Linked DNA regions of Oryctolagus cuniculus: region 2 is linked to region 1. Evidence: chromatin contacts called from public Hi-C data. All regions are on one chromosome and are shown on one strand. Each heading gives the region's core, a stretch centred on a gene start, on an enhancer-like site or on the middle of the called end of the contact. The rest is flanking DNA. Distances are from core to core; before and after follow the strand shown.

What was found. Hi-C and Micro-C count contacts between places; a contact is called where the count stands out from the background.
Region 2: a Hi-C map of embryonic fibroblasts shows a contact between it and region 1, with 3 times the contacts expected there. The contact joins the enhancer-like site here to the promoter of NR2F1 in region 1. A contact is called at or near these places in 2 of 6 Hi-C or Micro-C datasets (ear pinna and embryonic fibroblasts).

What each region holds. Positions count from the first base shown.
Region 1 is chr14:16,203,976-16,209,226 of mOryCun1.1, reverse strand. NR2F1 (nuclear receptor subfamily 2 group F member 1) reads right to left here and starts at 1,963. Exons shown (of 3, transcript XM_051854005.2): 1 at 1,479-1,963. The coding sequence starts at 1,947.
Region 2 is chr14:17,257,161-17,262,411 of mOryCun1.1, reverse strand. It overlaps SLF1 (SMC5-SMC6 complex localization factor 1), which reads right to left. Exons shown (of 22, transcript XM_017344601.3): 17 at 5,145-5,251; 18 at 3,709-3,875; 19 at 2,781-2,914; 20 at 745-837; 21 at 145-327. Among named protein-coding and RNA genes, the nearest start is that of KIAA0825, 76 kb to the right of the region's middle. Within about 2 kb of position 2,346, at least 1 of the 8 cell types and tissues checked has an H3K27ac peak or open chromatin away from gene starts, as enhancers often do.

The DNA of each region.
Region 1 (5,251 bases), core at 714-3,213:
TTAGGAAAAGTTAGGGCTACTCAACTCTCCCCCCAAACAAATTAATATAGATATGTCCATGTCCATGTAGCTGTCTTAGTTCAGGTTGTACATGTTCCCCCTTTATGTTTGCATTGATTCTAATTTTAATGCAAGTTCCAGTGAAATTTAAGCTCTTGAAACATAATGGCTAGAATACTTTTTTCTAATTATAGTTTTGAAATTGGCAGTTATTTTTCAATTAACTGAAAGCACAATTCAAAGTTGTTGTTGTTGTTGTTGTTTTTCAGATGCCTACACAATCTCCCTGGAGCTAGAAATGAAGTCGTCATGTTTGCCTGCTCCTTGATATCTGAAGGAATTCAATTTCTTTTCATGTGGTATATAAGATATAATTTTAAAGTCAATTGCCAGAAGTAGCAATCTACATTCTGCAAAATTGACTGGTTCGCTAATTTGACTTTAAGCCATCTTTAACGATTGTTAGGAGATAAACTTTAACTGTACACGGCTAAATATATTTATCAGAAAAGTGCTGCATCTCTTGCCACATGAACATGAACCATATCCAAATACAACATCAAAAGTTGCATTAAAAAAAAACACCCAACACAAACCCATACAACACAGGGATTAAATGATGTGGAAGCTCATGCCAGCTGCAGCCTATGCATTATGGCCAAATCAGAAGCATCGGTAAATGCCGTTGTAAATTGTAATTTGTATGCAGTATTTAAGCAGAGGGTGGAGTTTGATGAAGAAATAAAACGAGGATCATGCTTTAAAAAAAATGCACAACTATGAAAGCACGGCTCAGTCACAAACTTTCCTTTCAAAGTAGAGGGGTGAAAACAAGGCCACGGCTCTGGAGGAGGCGGCCCCTGCTCGGTGAGGAGGACAGGGAACCAGTGGAGGGGCCAGAAGCCCCCCTTCCCCCCTAATTAGACCTACAAGTGCCATAAATCTCACTCCTCTTTTTCCAGGCTAGGCTTCCAAAAGGATGATGGCAGCAATGAATCTCCAGCTCGGAGTCCTCCAGCCCCCCAGCCCTCCCCCGTTTTAAATAAAGGCGATGAAGAGGGGAAGGGGAAAGTGCAATGAAACACACACACACACACACACACACGAACACACACACAGCGTTTTGGGGGGGGGGTGACCAGCAGCCCTGCCCGAGTTCATGCCAGCACAGCCCCGAGCATCCTCACGCACACGCGGGAAGGAGACGCGCGGCGGGCACAGCCGAGGCGCAGGGAGGGAGGGATCCATCCAGGGACTCGGCGCAGAGCAGGCAGCGGGCGGGGTGGGGAGCCGGGGAGAGCCGCGCAGGCCGGGAGGGGGAGGCAGCGGCTGCGAGCCGGGGAGGGCGGGGGGACGGCGCGGGGGGACGGGGGGAAGCCGGGCCGGGCCCCGGCCGGCGGGAGAGCGAGGAAGGGAGCCGGGGCGGGGAGGAGCAGGCGGGCGAGGCGCGGGGAGAGAGGCAGAGAGGAGATATTCACCTTCCCGCCTCATGCCCACTTTGAGGCACTTCTTGAGGCGGCAGTATTGGCACTGGTTGCGGTGGTGCTGGTCGATGGGACAGTTCCTGTTGGCACGGCATGTGTAAGTTAAGTTCCTGCGGACGCTCCTCTTGAAGAAACTTTTGCAGCCCTCGCAGGTGAATTGGCCGTAGTGCTTGCCGCTCGACTTGTCCCCGCACACCACGCACTCGATGTGCTGCTGGCTCTGGCCCGAGCCGGGCGGGCCCTGGCCCTTGTCCCCCGCCGTGCCGGGGGTGGCGGGCGCTCCGGGCTGGCCCGGGGTCTGCGGCGTGTGCGGCGCACCGGAGCCCGCCTGCTGCTGCTGCTCGCCGGCGCCGCCGCCGCCGCCGCCGCCGCGGGCCGCCTGCGCTGCGGGGTTGGGGCCGCCGGGGTTGCCCCCGGCCACGTCGTCCTGCGGATCTCGCCAGCTGCTAACTACCATTGCCATATCTTTGGGCCCGGGGAGCGCTGGGGGGAGCCGAGCTGCTCGCCGAGGGCCGCGGGGCGCGCGGGCGCGCTGGGAGGGGAAGGGGAAGGGGAAGGGGGGAGGGGGAGGGGGCGGGGGGCCCGCCGGGCGCCCCGGGGTCGCCGGAGCCGAGCCCGAGCCGGGCACCGGCCGCTGCCTCCGCCGCCGCCGCCGCCGCCGCCGCCGCCGCTCCTGCCTCGGCCGCCCCGCTGCTGCCGCGCGCCCGCCCGCCCTGCTGGCGTTTTGTTGTGGTTCCTGCTGTTTTCTTTCTCTCTTTTTTGCAGCCCCCCCAGGCTCTCAGGCTCCCCCCCCAACACCCCTGCTCCCCTCGCCCGCTTCCCCCCCGCGCTCCGATCCTGGGGGGGCCACGCTCTCCTTCCCCCCCCTCCCCACCCCCCGGCGAGCAGGCTCCCTTCTCTCGCTTTTTTCTTCTTCCCCAAGTTGCAAAATCAGAAATGGCACAGGCGGCAGCCGGGAGCGGCGCGGGGCGCAGCGCCGGGGGCGGCGGGCATGGGCCACGGCGCGCGCACACACTCGCCCTCCGCCTCGCCCGCACCCCCGCGCACACACACACACACACACGCGCACACTCGCGCACACACTCGCTCACCCGCGCCGGGCGCCCGCCCGCCCGCCGGCCGCCCGGGCTGAGCTCAGCGCGCGGGCTGAGCCGACATAGAGGAAGCCGGCGAGGGCGGCGGCGGCGGCGGCGGCGGCGGAGGAGGAGGAGGTCGCGGCTGCAGGCGCCGCTGGAGCTGCCGGCTCGGCTGCCGCGGCGAGCGCCGCTGGAGGAGCCGGGGCCCGGCCGGAGTCCGAGCCGGAGTCGGGGCCGCAGCCGCAGCCGGAGCGCGAGCCGAGGCCGGGGCGGCCCGCGCCGCCGCCGCCGCCGCCGCCGCTGTCCGGGCGGGAGCCCTCGCCGGGCTCGGGGGTGCGGGCAGCGGGGTGAGCCGAGCCGAGCACGGGGCGAGGCTGCGGGCGGCGATCAGGGCGCGCGGGTGTCGGGGGGCCAGGTCCAGGGCCGGGCGCAGCCAGCCATTCAGGAAGGCAGCGCCGGAGAGCGGGAGGCGGCCGGCGCGGAGGATCGCACACTTTGCTCTTTTTGTTGTGCCGGTGGCGCCGGGCTCTCGCCTTCTTCTTCTTTTTTCGGGAGGTGACGGAAAGGGGGAGGAAAATACAGGATAATTCACGCCGGCGACGGATTCACAGCGAGATGGGGAAAAATAAAAATCGGAAGAAAAATAATCACAAATTTAAAAAAGAAAAAAAGGAAAAAAAAAAAAAAAAGAAAAAGCGAGAGAGACATCCAAAGTAGGTCGAATAAATAATCCTCTTCTTTTCCTCTTTCTTGCTCCTTCTTCTGCCTCTTCTGCTATAACACACAGAGCTAGTTAAAAAAACCCTGGAGATCGCCCAAAAATGTTCTTTTTTTAGTATTTTAAATAAGTGCTCTTCAGCCGGGAAGCAACACCCTCCCTCCAAAAAAAATCATATATGTATAAAATAACGATAAGAAGAATACGGAGGGAGTGCCTCCTCCTCCTCCTTTTCTTTCTTTTCTTTTTTCCTTTTTTTTTTTTTTTTTAAGTTTAGCCCTCGCTCTTCTGCTGGAATGGAGTAAAAGAGACGAGGAGGAGGGAAGAAAAGGGGAGAAAGAGGGAGAAGAAGAAGGAACAAGTAGTAGAATATGTAAGAAGAGAGAAAGGGAGAGAGCAGAGAGGAGAGAGAGCAGAGAGAGAGAGAGAGGAGAGGAGGGAGAGGGGGGAGAGAGAGAGAGGAGAGAGAGAGAGAGAGAGAGGGGGAGAGAGAGAGAGAGAGACCCAAAAATTGAATGCGTTTAAACGGGAGGACTCGCCGAGCAATGTTTCCGAAAGGGGGATCTGCGCGAATGTCTGTATATAGTGAACTTTGACACTACTATTGAAACTGACACGTTTCTATGGAGATCGCTGCCTTATATGGAGCTCGTGTCAAGGAGCCAGGAGAAGGGCTGCTGGCGACTGATAATCAAAGGCGACTGACTGGTCCGAGCCCGGGGCGGGGGGAGCGCGCGGGAGGCGAAGGTTAGCCAAGCCTCCCGCGCGCCATTGGCTGGCGCGCCCTCCCCCGCGCGCGGCCCTTTCTTTCTTCCTCCGCTCCCGCCCCGCTACCTTACAGACGCGGCGGGCGCGGGGCGGGGGGCGGCGGCGGCGACGGCGGCGGGGTACTCCCGACCGGGCGCCCCGCGCCGCTGTGTCCTCGGGGCCCTGATTAGCAAGGGGCGGCCGCGGCCTCTCCGCACTCACTCACGCACACATGCACCCCGCACTCGCGGCGCTCGCGGGCACCCGCGCCCCGGCAGCGGGAGGAGGGGTGTCTGCCTGCCGGCGGGGCCGGGGAGAGAGTGAGAGCCGCGTTATTTGGATTCCTCCCGAAAAGTTTGAAAAATCAGGCTGTGTGAGCGTGAAGTGGGTGTCGTGGGACAGGCTGGGGAAAGGCGTTAGGGGGAAGGCAGTGCGTGCGACACCCCCGGTGTGCATTGGCTTCTCACTAGGGGCACAATCCGAATCTGCAGGCTGCTCTCTGGTAGCCTTCGGAGGCGCGAGGTAGGGTCTCCCCGCTGTCTCGGCTATGTCTGCGCCCCAGCGCATCTCCGGGGTTTGAAGGCTTTTTTTTTTTTTGAAGGCTTTAGGACAGAGCGCACTCCTGAAATTTGCAGCGCTGACCACACGTTTGATACGAACCCGCGGTTCCTAGGCAATCCCTGGATGATTTTAAAATAAACTTTCCAATCCAGCCGGTGCTACCTTCTTGCTCATCTTTCTATTTATTTATTTTTTCTTTTTAAATCCCCAGGCTGTTTCCCAACTGCAAACAATGGTTCGATAATTATTAATTAATAAAAAAGTGAGTCCTGATATTAGGGGGTGGGGGTGGGTGTGGGGGTCGGACGGTGCGGCCAAGTCCGAGTCCCAAGGAAAGGAAAAGAGCAAAAGAGCAAAAGAGGGGGAGGGGCGGGGGGAGGGGCAGGGACTGAAAAGGAAGGGGTGGGGGGAGAGAGGGAGAGGGGGAAAAGGGGAGAGAGAGGGGGAGAGAGAGAGGGAGAGACAGGGGGAGACAGAGGGAGACAGGGGGAGAGCGGAGAGCGGGAGAGAGACCCCGACTCCCGCAGGCGGTGGGCCGTGGGAGGCGGGGCGGCGGCGGCGCGGGGCCCGCGCGGGGCCCGCAGGAATCGCTGGCTCCGGCTGCCACCTAGCGGACGGGAGCCGCTCCCGGGCGGCGCGCGGCCGAGAGCCTCCTCCCCTCCCCG
Region 2 (5,251 bases), core at 1,097-3,596, 1.1 Mb before region 1:
GGAAAATTTTTATTTTTAATTTTCAGTAACAGGAAATAAAGGCATCTTATCTTACAGATTTTAAATGTAAAATGCTATATCTCAGGGGGATTCATCAAAAAACTGGATAATTTATCAAAACCCATTTAGCATAAATGCACTCACCCCCATGCTGTAGTAGCAGCTTGCCAATTTCTACATGTCCGTTTGACAGTGCATCATGCAAAGGAGTCACCCCGTCCACTTGAGTGAGCAGATCTACCTCTGGACAACGTTGCAAAATTTCCTGGACACACACTGTGTTGCCATAGTTACAGGCTTCATGCAAAGGCGTCCAGCCAGCATTGTCTAAATTAGAAATCAAGGCAAGTTTTAAAACAGCAGAAGTAGGACTTCTGGTAGTAAAGTACTGATGTTCTATTTCTCTTATCAGCCTGACTTCCTAAGTATTCCATATTAAAAAAAAAAAAAAAACTTTGATAAAAATGCCTAGTGTGTAATCCATATTTCTACCTTTAAGAAAAATTACATAGACAATTTTTAAATATTAATATTTGGATATGATAAAAATATGGACACAAAAAATGGTTCTGTATCATTAGCTATAAATAATATGAATGATTCATTTCTTGATTTTGCTAATGTCAATATTTTAAAGATTTCTTAGGAAAATTAACTCAAACTATTTCTCTTAATGTGACATAAAACTATTTAATATCACAAATTTTAAGACAGTGGATTACATCATGAAGATTTAGAACTTACCTTTAACATTGATGTCTATTCCTGGCAAAGAGAGAAGAAGAATCAATTTCTCCACTTGGTTATTTATGCAAGCTCTATGCAGGGCTGTTTCTCCTGCCATAAAAAATTAATAGATTATTCCAGAGAAGACAAGATATCAACTAAAGAAAATAATCAAAGGGCATGAACTAAGAGATCTGGCCCCATGCCAGAAAATTATTTATTGAGTTTTCCTTTTGACTAGTTTAAACATTTCTTGCATTAAAAAAAGAAGGGTAGTGGTGGAAGGGAACCCCGCCACTCCACAGGGCTTCTGTTTTATCAGCAATTCAGTAGTGAAATTCTACGGCAAAAGGTTTAATACAGGCATTGTCTCCCCCTAGTTCAAGGTTTAAAGCTTCAATACTGCTATAAAACCCCCAAATGATCACAGCACACCAAAAATACTGGGTTTTGAGCAATAAAAGTTTAGAGTGCAATTGCCCTCTCTTAAATTTATTCATGAACCTACGTTAAATGTATGGCTCTTTTTTATACTGCATTTATAGCTTAATTCAAATGAATGTTTCTGGCTAAGCACGAGTGCCTCTACACACTCAAGGATAATTCAGAACTTCAAATCCATTAACAGATGGTTTGCTGCTTCTCAATAGGCTGTCTGGCTTGGCTACAGCAGCTCAGAGAGGGAGAAATGGAGGAATCTTAATATAAACACACCACACACACACACACACACACACACTCCCCCCACCCCCCATCTCTCTCTCTCTATGAAAAAAAAAAATCACCCGTACCATTTAAAGCTGAACAAAAGTTACAAATAAAATGGTAAGGTTTTTGCCAGGAGAGATGCAATTAGTACCTACTGGCTAGAATTATCTATGTCCATCTCTGTTATACCCAAATTAATAAGATGAGTGACAGTTTGATGTAAAGGGAATTTTAAAAAAAATCTGGGATTGCTTAAAAACCAAGATGAAATAGTGAATCAATTTTTTTCTCGCTAGAAAATACTAAGTAGCACATTTTTACAGATAATCTCTGTACCTTCTACCAAAACATTTCTTTTACATGCATAGCAAAGCTTTTGAAGTTTTTCTCTATTTCTCAGTTCTCTTCCTCTCTCAGTTCCTTCTGCTGTTCAGTCTAAAGTCATTCATATTCATTTTATTTTGTGCAACAATAAAACAAAGAAAAAGGACACTGATTTGTGAAGTTAATATCTGAATTCTCATCTAATACATTTTTCATATTTTGAGCCAAATAGACAGTTATTTTGATTTTGTGCACACTTATGAACTTGTATCACGTTGAAAGGTAAGAGCTTCACCATCGCGATTTTCCATGGGATTACATGATGTTAATATTTGTATTAGAAGCATGATATAGCTCATAAACAAGAGAGACTCAGCATTTTATTTTGGCCAGGTATAGCCTCTTGGAGGATAATTTATATTTTCAAGTTAAGAGGTGGCAAAGTAAAAGAGGTGCCAGAGTGAATTATTACAACAGTATTCTTGTTATTCCATCGTTTAGGTGCTCGGGTTCCAGTATAGTTAGAACCAAAAGCCAAACACATTTCATAGTCTGGGCTCAATGCCTGGAAGAAAAGAGCCCATATGCCTAACACAGCTATGTAACATAGCCTACTCTTCATTCTTTGTTCACAGAATGTCTAGGACTGAACGAGATGAAGACAGAATTATACTTTCAAATCAGAAGACACTGACTGGAAGCAGCACAGGTTGAGGTGGAATAGAAAAGTAAGGCGGGCAAGTCTGGAACGAGCTCTATGAGTGCTATACAGTGTTTAGTATTTGGAAAGGCAGGGACAGAAAAGAAAGGGAGGAATACTCCAATTTACCAGATATTAAACGATCACATTCTTTGTATAAATGACAATTCAAGAAAATAATATGCTATCCAGGAAGGTATGTCCTGGACCAAGTCCAATATTTAAGTTCAACTGTTCGTCAGGGCAAGTGTATGACATTTGCAAGTACTGACTACAACCATGAAAAGTTCTTAGCATAAATTAATTTAGAGACTTGGAATACCTTTTAGATTAGTCTTGTGAAAATTCATCTTTGTAACTAAAGAGGGGCAATTCTCCTTGGAACATGACAGTTCTCCTTCTGACTTCTTTTTCATTTTTTTTAATGATGAGGAACATTTAGCAAGGTTTCGCTCTCTGAAAGTAAAGAAAGAAATAAGGAAAGCTTGTTTTCCAGCAAGGTAGACCAGCATACATTAGATGGCATTTTTTTTTAAATCTCCTGTTTCATTTAAATGCTTTTACTCAGTCTTATTTGATATTATTAAATTATTACGTATAATAAATAATTAAAAATATATTTTAAAATCTGTCAATTGTATAGAAACAAAGTTTAAGGTATGAATTTCATTTTATCAGACTTACACAGCCAACCGCCCTGTGAAAAGTTCATAAATATAGAATGTGGGGTAAACAGATAAGAGTCCAAGTAAGCCATATTCAGCAGAGAAAACAAAGCAGAAAACTAAGATCAGAAAGCAGGCCTCTGTGCCCCATTCCTGTCTTCATGTTCTGAACTTATTTTTTTCTTCCTTTCATAGGACATTCGAGCTTTCTACATAGCACACTTTAAGAGGAGGATTCTCATTTGGGTGAAATTATTCTAACAATTTACCATGTATTCTGAAATCTCATAGACATTATTGAAAAGTAGTAATTCAAATAATAGAGCAAAATATTATGTAATACAGTAACTAAATGAACAGTTTTACTTCTTTTGGGAAACATTGACTCTTTTTAGAAAATCAGCATGCACCTTGAATTACAGTAGTAAAAAATGTTAATTATGTATATTTTGGGTCTAAAACTGAATTTTCTTCTAATCAGTATACTCCAGACAGTACCACAGGTAAACATAAAGTTGAAGAAATGTGTCAGGAAAAAAACTATACTCCAAAACCTAGCACAAGTGGAACGTCAGCATCACTTACGGTAACTCTGGAAGCCCTTCGATTTGCTTCTGTTTAGCACCATTCAACATAAGCAGGGCTCTCTGAGACTCAAGGCAAGGCCGCTGTCCTGTTTTCTTTGGTATCTGCATCTTTCCAGTTCCATGCACAACACCAGTTTTTCCCAAAGCTGGCAAATAGGAATATACCTGTTGCAAAATAATATTATATTGCCTTCTCAACTACAAAGAAATCAGTAAAAAGAAAGTGCTTGATTCATTTCACTATTAAATTTGGTTATAGTTTCTCAGTTTCATCCCATAGTTGGTATTCTAACTTGTTTGAATGTGGTAAAATATTAAGGAAGCAGCTAGTTCCATGTTACTGAATCTATACCATGTGGACAAAAAGAAAAATATCTTCCTGCAAATATTTTTTTTTAGTTCAATGCTGATGCTCATTTAAGAAAGTTCTTTTGATTAGTCTTAGTCCCACTATGATTCATTTTGCATATTTTTTATATTTATAATTTATGTACAACTGGTATTTTGTCATTTCCATTTTGATATTGCCTTTCTTCAGAACATAAATCTAGAATGAACAAAATAAGTAATGAAAACATCCTTAAAAGCAAAGGATACTGCAAAACAGAATTTGCCTAATCTGACCAATAAACAAACATATTTCTCATCTGCTGCAGAAACTGCTGGAGATATCAGATACTAATAATAAGACAGCCAAGATAAGAGTGGAAAGCCTTAGAACTGTACCTCACGTCTGTCTATGTATAAGACATACATATAAGACAGCACTGTTTGCAAATTTTGCTTTATAAATACCATTAAATTCCATGTAGAACTTCTTTTTTTATTTAGTTCTTTCTAAAATAATCATGTGTACTGTGTGGCAAATGATTAGGAAACAAAGATTCTTACATGATTTTGCTGTTTCCAACCCTGAATTACTTTTCTTTTTTAAAGGTTGTTTATTTTTAAAGGTTGTTATTTGCGAGGCAGAGTTACAAACAGAAAGAGGGAGAGACATAGAGAGATCTTCCATTTGCTGGTTCACTCCCCAAATGGCCAGAACGGACGGAGCTGAGCCTGTTCAAAGCCAGGAGCTAGAAGCTTCTTCCAGATCTCCCACGTGGGTGCAGAGGCCCAAGCACTCATGTCAGCTTCACTGCTTTCCCAGGCCATAAGCAGAGAGTTGGATTGGAAGAGAAATAGCCAGGACACGAACTGGTGCCCATATGGGATGCTGGCACTGCAGGAGGAGGCTCAGCCTACCATACCACAGCGTCAGGCCCCCTGAATTATTCTTAAAAGTAACTGAAGTTTCTATTCACTAATTATTTTTGAGGTAGAAAATGAATTAATATGCTTTGTCCACTCTTTAGAAATCACTGAAGATATTTTATAATTGAATGTATGATCTCAGTTCTTAGACATTAAAAGGCATTGAATGATAGTGCTTACCATTTTCTGGAGAGAGAGGGGTTCAGAGGAAACACTGATGGAACTCTGCAAACACAGCTTCTTAAACACTGCCTCTGCAACAAACATCTGAAGCCAGGAGGAGGAAA